Linked DNA regions of Sus scrofa: region 1 is linked to region 2. A link is a contact called in public HiChIP or PLAC-seq data. All regions are on one chromosome and are shown on one strand. Each heading gives the region's core, a stretch centred on a gene start, on an enhancer-like site or on the middle of the called end of the contact. The rest is flanking DNA. Distances are from core to core; before and after follow the strand shown. Region 1 overlaps GTDC1 (glycosyltransferase-like domain-containing protein 1). Region 2 has its middle 33 kb from the start of GTDC1.

The links. HiChIP or PLAC-seq counts read pairs in DNA pulled down with a chosen protein or histone mark.
Region 1: an H3K27ac HiChIP or PLAC-seq map of alveolar macrophages shows a contact between it and region 2. The contact joins two enhancer-like sites. A contact is called at or near these places in 1 of 5 promoter capture datasets (liver), 1 of 47 Hi-C or Micro-C datasets (embryonic fibroblasts) and 1 of 2 datasets of contacts at active chromatin or transcription factors (alveolar macrophages).

What each region holds. Positions count from the first base shown.
Region 1 is chr15:7,907,991-7,912,098 of Sscrofa11.1, forward strand. The region is part of intron 7 of GTDC1 (glycosyltransferase-like domain-containing protein 1); the gene reads left to right. Among named protein-coding and RNA genes, the nearest start is that of GTDC1, 180 kb to the left of the region's middle. Within about 2 kb of position 2,206, at least 4 of the 83 cell types and tissues checked have an H3K27ac peak or open chromatin away from gene starts, as enhancers often do. A contact at or near this core is called in alveolar macrophages, where this site is marked.
Region 2 is chr15:7,693,669-7,698,320 of Sscrofa11.1, forward strand. It overlaps a transcript of GTDC1 not described here. Among named protein-coding and RNA genes, the nearest start is that of GTDC1, 33 kb to the right of the region's middle. Within about 2 kb of position 3,128, at least 3 of the 83 cell types and tissues checked have an H3K27ac peak or open chromatin away from gene starts, as enhancers often do. A contact at or near this core is called in alveolar macrophages, where this site is marked.

The sequences.
Region 1 (4,108 bases), core at 956-3,455, 210 kb after region 2:
AATTAAAGGAAGAGATTATATTTCTGTGTGGAATTAAAGGATATACCTGGGAGTTTGTGTTTTAAATGTTTGAAAGACCACATAAAGCCTGTTCTTTATACTAGCCTCATTTTACCATCTTTGCCTAACTCTTACAGGGGTTGGAGGGGGCGAGGGGAAGACGGATGAGTGAAGGTTCTTTGACTTACCAATGGTACATAGCTCCCCGGTGGTAGGCCCAGAAGCAGGACTTTCATCTTCAGAGGCCCATCTGGGTAGGTACAGTGTTTTCAATGTTGGGAAGAACTTTTATGGTTGTCATTGTTAGGATGATGGTGTTGGTAACTCTCTTACAAATCACATGGACACTGCACGCCATCTCATTTAATCCTCACAACAATACTCGGTAACGCTTCCCGAATTTTACAGTTGAGAGAAATAAAGCCCAGTTCTGGTTATATACTGCTGCATAACAAGCTACCCCCAAACTTAATGTCTTTCAATAACTTTTTTATTAGACCTCAGGGATTCTGTGAGTCAGGACTTTGAGCAGGATTTGTCTGAATGACCCTTTTGCTCTTTCTGGCATTGATTGTGTTGCCTCAGTGGTCCTCAGCTGGTGAACAGCAGGTCTTGAGGGTCCAGGAGGCTCCCCTCACATAGCTGGTCCCTCAGCCACAATGGTGGAAGTCTGGACTCAGTTGAGTCTGTTGTCCAGAAGGCTTCTCTTGCATGGTTTCCTCAGGATAGTTGGATTTCTTGCATTGTAGCTCAAGACACCAGTGAAAAGTACTCTAAGAGATGCATTTGGAAACTGTGTGTCCTTTTCTGGCTGAGGACTTCCAGTTCATGTTTCTAAACCACATTCTTTGTTGGGTATATGGGGACAGGTATTGCCATTCTTGTAATTTAGTTTGTAAACCCAAGCCTTAGGCAATATTCTGCACTTGTTTCTATCTAGTGCCTCCTTTGTAAGGCAACCACTGGCCCCTTTAGAGAGGGCAAGTTAGGACTCCTGGTTTCTGTGATAATCCATGCTTCGAAAATCTGTAAAAACGAAAGGTAAATTTAGCTATCTCCAGTCTAAGGAATATGAGTGTTTTCGTAGCGTGTGTGTGTGATATAATCCTTTTTTTTCCTTTAATCTTCTGGCTGCACCCATGGCATGTGGAAATTCCAGGGACAGGGATGGAACCCTCACTATAGCAGTGGCCTGAGGCACAGCAGTGACAGTGCTGAATCCTTAACCTGCGGCACCACCTGGGAACTCCTTAATTCCTTTTAACTAATGACAACCCTTCAGGGATGAAGAATACCACATAAGATTCAGATGAAAATGTTTTGCAGCTGAAGGCTGGGTGGTAAAAATCTACAGAGCTTGTGAATGGGAGCCAGAAAACATGGGCTTGGTTCCCAACTCTGCCACTTCCTGTGCAGTGTCCTGGGCATGTCAGTTTATCTGAGCCTCAGTTTCTTTCTTCATCAATAATATGAGATGGGCTTATATAAAATCACTTCTAGGCATATGGTATATAGATCTATAATCATACTTTCTTGTACGTCTTTCTTGTACATCTGTTTCCTAGCACCTTGTAACTAAGAACATTGTAGAGGCAGAGGAAGGGCACAAGTGGAATTACACATCTTCCCATTTGTACTTGACAAAGCAGTACACCCCACCCAAGTATTTTATTTTGTAATAAAATTCTTTAGGGCAAATATTTACTGATTTATTCAATGGCAGTGTTAGTATTGTTTTTGATTTACCATCTTTCTTTACATGACATCAGATTTTGGTAGTCAAATGTTGCACTTGGGCCAGATTACCTAGCTGTTTATGTTCCTTTAGCATTCTTAAAATGCACCCACATCAATACTGAGCTCTCTTATATGTCTGCTCTTTTTTTTTTCCTTTTTCTTTCTCTCTTTTTCTTTCAGTAAGTCTCCTTCCGTAAAGAAATATGATAGTAGCCAAAGAGGCTTTTTGTTGTGTTTTAAAAATCTGCCTTCGAAGAACCCTTAAAGTACATTAACCTGATACCCATACACGAATAGTGACAGGCTTTCTCTGCACCCCTGAGTCCCCAGTCAGGACTAAAGTTCCACAGCAGCCCAGGCTGCTTTCAGACAGATTGTTTGGTGAGGGTATGGATCTGTGTGACAAGCTCAGACTCCAGTAAGGAGCTTTCTTTTCCCTCTTCTCAGCTATGCTCTCCACAGCTCTGCTCTCCCTTCCTTTCCCCTTTCCTACTCACCCCACTTCCCTTTCTCTTCCTCCTCTGCCTTCTTGCCCTCTCCTTCCTGTTTTAGTATGTGGGGAAGGAGGGGGAGGCCTGCGTGCTTCCTTGCTATGTAGGAACGCCCCATGCTCTTCTGTCCTCTCCCCCTGAAGATTTCCTCCAGTGCTACTTACTATCTGATGTCCCCAGCGTTCTGATGTCCCAACCACTGCTTCTGTAGTAAAGCAAGATGCTGCCTTTTTCAGAACTTCTTTGGACTTTTTGGATATTCTTCAAGTCAAATAACTTTTCCTCTTTCACAAAAATCCATAGATAGGCAATTACAACAGCACTGTGTATTGGGAAAAGTTTTGCTTCCTTGCTTATATTTTTAGATTTTGCTCTTTGGTAGTTGAAATAGTAAAGTTTAAAAATGGATTTTTAAAAAAAATTTTTAATTGTTATTTCCCCAATACAATTTTTTTTCTACTGTACAGCGTGGTGACCCAATTACACATACATGTATACATTCTTTTTTCTCCCATTCTCATGCTCCATCATAAGTGACTAGACATAGTTCTCAGTGCTACACAGCAGGATCTCAGGGTTAATAGATGCAAACTATTGCGTTTGGAATAAAAAAAATGTTTTTTACAACTAAAACGATGGTTTGTAATGGGAACCAGAGGTATGGTTACAAATACGTAGTGATGTATTCATCTCGGTTTTATCTTTCTTGCCTTACCTTGAGTCTTAGGACTTCTTGTTGTAGAAAACTCACAGCTTTCCTTCTAGTGCCCTTCTGTGGGAGGGAAGAAGTGAGAAGAAATGAAACTTCCCCCTGCTGCTTTTAAAAAGCCTGACTTATATCAGAGAAGGGGGCTAACCAAGTGTTCAACATAAATGGCAAGGGTAATCAGTTGAACGTTATGCGGTAAAGATACTTTTTCCTTTAAAGTGGCATATTTTGTAACTTCAGTAACTTGATGGTGCAAAATTTGCTAATGACAGGCAACCCCCTGATAAATATGAGGCTGTAAAATTAGAAGAAATTTGTTTACATGTGGGACAAAAATATTTTTTAGTGGTAACTTAAAATGATTTTTGAAAAAGAGGTGCTACCGCTTGGTGTTTGATCCAGTGTGACAATTTTCCTTCAAGATCCTTATGAAAGTTTCAGTGCCAGAATTTCACACATATATATTCAGAGATAAATGTTTTTAAGATGATAAGCTTCCTTTAACAGAATCACAGCATCACTTAACTCAAATTAAGTACTGGTAATGTGCAAAAAGTAGTTTTTCAGTCTGTGTTCACCCACAGATCTGAAATATATATATATTCATATATATTTTCATATTCTTTTTTTCCAAATGGGTAGATCTCTTTAGTTCAATGAGCTAAATTTCAATCCATTGGAGGCTTTGATGGTTCTATTCTGAAACCTGGTTCTATTCTGAAACATGATAACTATATATATATAAATATATATATAATTACACAACAATATAATATATATAATTATGATATGATGGTTATAATTTTTATATATAATGATATATATATAATTATGATAAGATGTTCTATTCTGAAACACGATAACAATGCTGATAGATTATACATATGGCTTGATTAATATTGTTACAGAGTTGCTTTAAAAATGGGCCTGATATTATGTATTGCTCGTGCTCCCATAAATAAACAGCTATGGTATACAACTAGTCTGTGAGATTTCTCGCTAGCTTCTCAGAGGGCCGAATTAATAATTTGGCTTTAGAACTGTACCTTCTAAAATATATTTTAAAGTTGTGTATGAACTTATTCATGGAACCACCACTTTTGTAAAATTTTAAGAATATCCTTCTTCCCAGAAATGCGTATTTAATTGTACACTCTAAAAATATAGAGAC
Region 2 (4,652 bases), core at 1,878-4,377:
AAAAATCATTCCAAATAGAGGTCTTACTCAGTTGACCTTAAAACTATGTTAAGACTTTTGTAACCATCTATCTGTTTATATACAAAGGATAAATTAATATGTGTGATAGGCAGAATGTGAGTGTACTAATTGGAATAAGACAGACTTGGATTTGTGTATAAATGATCAAACATTTAGGTAACCTTGGGCAGGATACTTTTTTGATTCAAAGTTTTCATATGTAGAAAGAATTATAAAGAAAAAAAGGATAATAAAAAGGTGTTAAGACTTAAGAGATAAGATATGCAAAATAATTACTAAAACCTGAATTTGTAAATACTGATAATTGTTACTGAGACCTTGGAAAAAAGTGGCTTTTATAATTCTCTGCACCTCAGGCATCCTCATCTTTAGCATGAATATATCAAAGACATAATAGAGTTATTATGAGGATTAAATGAGATAATACATAAAAGAGCTCAATTAATGTTAATTGCTACTGTTATTAGCAGTTCAGTTTCAGAACAAATTGGATCAATTTTGAGTTAAAGTGAAAGAATTCATACAGATACTTAATATATTTCTTGTGTTGGGAGATGTTTACAGTGGATTTGGGGATGTCATTCGTAGCTTGCAGTGTTTCCTTAAGACAGCAGTAGTTCTCAAGTTGTGGTATACAGGCTTGTGGGGATCAGTGAGACTATTTCAGGGGGTCCATGAGGTTAAAAAGTTAGTAATACTAACTTTTTGCTTTTTCTGCTGGTTTTACATTTGCCTTGCTGATATTAAAGCAATGGTGGGTAAAACTGTGGGCATCTTAATAGTTATTAAATGGCGGTGGCACCAGACTGTATGAGTAATCATTGTATTCTTCACTGCTGTGCATTCACAGTTTAAAAAAAAAAAAAGAAAAAAAAAAAAGAAAAATCAAAATGCCGATTTTAAGAATGTCCTTGATGAGGCAGTAAAAATTATTAGTTTTATTAAATCTTGATCTTTGAGTACACTGTTTTAATATTCTGTGCGATGAAATAGAAAATATTCAAAAGGCACTTCTGCTGCATATCCAGAATATGTTGTTTGTCTCAAGGAAAACCCTTATGTGATTTTATGAGTTGTGAGCTGAACTAACCATATTTTGCATGAAACATCATTTTTACTTGAAAGGATGACTACCAGACAAACTATGATTATTTAGACTTAGATATTTGGCAGTCATTTTCTTGAAAGTGAACAAAGTGAGACTGTCATTTCAGGGAAAACAACCGACAATATTTGTTGCTGATGATAAAATTTGAGCTTTCAAGTGAAAATTAAAATTTTGGAAAACTTGTATCAACTGCTGTGCTCTTGTCAGCTTCCCAGTACTTAAATATTTATCTGATGGGATGAGTGGCGATATGAATGAATGTGAGTTTTTGCTATGGTATCAATTAATTAATTATGTTAAAGTTTAGAATATTTACATAACTCAATGAACCAATATTTTCTAAGTGATCAATGTTGCAAAATTATGGTAAAAGATTCTTATAAAAGCAAGTAACATACAGATTATACTGATAATTTATTTTAGCCACCTAAATACTGACTGTTAAAGGCACAACATATTTAAATCAAGAACAAATGAGATTCCAAATAAAGATATAAGGTGTGAAAACAAACAAAACCAAAAAACCAAAAAAAACAACAACAAAAAAATAAAAAGCAAGTAATAATACCAAAAGCTTCTGTGATTTTAGATTTGTTATCACAGCTAACCTGTGAACTCCTACTTGTCAAGTTTTGGTGTAGTAACAAAGAAGAACATTCATAGTTATCTGAATATGTTATTAGTATTAATGTGTACTTCCTTTTTTCTCACTACATATTTGTCTGGGGCTATTTTTTAAAAATATAGTTCAGTCAAAACAGTGTATCACAGTGGGCTGTGTGTAGAAGCAGATAAGAGAATCTAGCTGTCTTCTGTTAAGTTAGACATGAACGAAATTTGCAAAAGTTATGAACGGTATCATTTTTATCACTAAGCTTTTTTGTGTAAGAAATAATTTTTCATAAATTATTTACTGTATTAAATGTCATGAAAATATAAAGTGAATCAATATTTAAAATTTTCTCATTAATTCCTAATGTGGTTAATATTGATAATTATAACTCATATTGACAAAAACTCTTGAGAGTCCTCAATTTTAAGAACACAAAGGAGTCCTGATACTAGGAAGTTTGAGAACTGTTTCTTTAAGATGAATAAAGTTCTCAAGTTTTAATCTTTTGACTATTTCTTTGGAATATGGACAACATCTCTTTAGTTTCTTTTCCTGGTTGTAAGGGTATGTCACAGGAGTTCTCCGTCATTTCCCATGCAGGCAAAGGTGTTTTTATAAAGATTTTCATTTTTATTTAAGATTGACGCTACCTACTTATATGGTTGCCTTGAAGAATTGAGATTGTGGTCAGTGGTCATTCCAGTCAGTGTATTCATTATTGATACCACTCTTTTGGTTGTGAGCTATTCATGCAGTTTTAAGACCTGTTCACCATAGCAAGCTACTTCAGGGTTGTAGTGAAGTTCATTTTGCTGAAAATAAACTGCTATTTTCTCTGAAGTCTTTATACTACGCTAATCTGTCTACTGTAAAGTCTTCCTGACATTTCATAGCTATTTTCTAGAAAATCCACAACTTATGAGTGAGTTTGTGAATTAGTCATTTTTGCAACAATATAATATGAATTACAGATGGGTTCTATAGTGCCATTAATAGTATAGGAATAGCCTTGTTGTGGACTATTAACAGCTTTCTGTGGGGAATTATATTCTGAATTATACTCTTAGAAGTCTAGCCAGATATATTACCCCATTGCAGTGCAACAGTGGCAAGAAACCCCCTTTTCCCGCTTACAATAGAAATGAATGTTAAAGCTTGACTAGAAGCAAGAGAGACATTGTGAAGCAATGTTCTGGAGGTGCAGTATCCTAGGCACCTAGGATAACCTAAGTGGGTAGAAGGGGCAACAGTCTCAGATGAAGCAGTTATGGTGGAGGGAAAAAGGAGAAGGGATGTTTTGGATGCTGCTTGGGGGTGATATATTCCCTTTTACAGCAGTTGCTAAAAAATAAGAAGTGGTTAGTCCTAGGTTGGGAAATCCATTTATAGAGTTTTGTTGTGTTGTGCTCCTCTGTTTGGTTATTGCATGAACTGAGCTCAAGAAATAGAAGGCAATTGCAGAGGTTGAACTTATGGATTTATAGGCCAAAGGTTTTAATGTAAAAGGCAGTTGATGAACTTCAGAGGTATTTATGATCAGAAAGAGTAGTGGAAGCCAGGAGAGTGGTGGAACATGCAAGCTATTCACAGGGACCCCAAACAGATTCATGTTGTAGAGTGATTGTTAGGGCAGGCATAGAACTGATAATCAGCTGGCACAGTTCAGTCAAGGAGTGCTGTGACTCATCCTGCTGCCCTAGGGTCTCTAATAGGAAATATAGACTTTTAAGAGAGGTGTCCCACAGGAAGCCTGTTATGGAGAATGGTGGATATAAAGCAGAAATCCAGAACCAGAAGAACTTGGGGACTCAGAGAAGACCAGCTTTGGAGAACTAGAATTTAACTTGAGGTTGAGCTTGTTTTCTTCCTTCTCAAGAGCATTGTTGACCCTTTGGATTGAGGCAAGGCTGAGCTAAAGTGGAAAGCAAAGTGACTATAGTTAGCTGTCTACACTGAAGTGACACACCTGCCTGAGAAATATTTGTTAAACCAACTGATGAAAGTATGGCAGGGGAACAACTAGGTCGTCACACCCACGTTCTTCATGTAGCAGACACTTGGCATCATATAACCTAACCACTAAATACTCTCTAAGCCAAGGGTGAGCAAACTTTTTTTTTTTAAACAATTTTTAAAGGAAGTTCCTATGTGGTACAGTGGGTTAGGGATCCAACATTGCTGCAGCTGTGGCGCAGGCTGCAAATGTAATGCGGGTTTGATATCTGGCCCGGGAACTTCCAAATGTCACAGTTGCAGCAAAAAAAAAAAAAAAAAAAAAAAAAAAAAAGCACCAGATAGTAAATATTTTAACCTTTATGGGTGGCATGGTCTCTGTTGCACCTACTTAAGTCTGTCATTGTAGTGTGAAAACAGCCATAGAAAAATACATAAATGAATGAGCAGTTATGTTTCAATGAAACTTTATGGAGACTGAAAATTGAATTTCATATAATTTTCACTTGTCATAAAATATTACTCTTTTTATTTTATTTTATTATTTTTGGCTGCACCCATGACATACGGAAGTTCCCAGGCCAGGGATCAAATTCAAGCCACAACTCAACCTATGCCACAGATGAGTGAATGCCAGATTTTTAACCCACTGTGCTGGACCAGGGATTGAATCTGTGCCTCCACAGTGACCTGAGCTGCTGCAGAGACAACACTGGTTCCTAACCCACTATTCCAAAGCAGGAACTCTTGTTAGTCTTTTAAAGAAACTTTTTTTCAGCTATTAATAAATATAAAATCTGTCTTTAGATTGTGGCTATGCAAGAACAGGCTGTGGGCTGAATTTTGGACCGTAGGCTCTAGTTTGCTTTTGTTTTTAGGCAAATAAATGGCAATTAGTTATGATGCAGAAATTTTATTAGCATTAATGAAATAGATGTTTCTTAGGACAATGCTGTT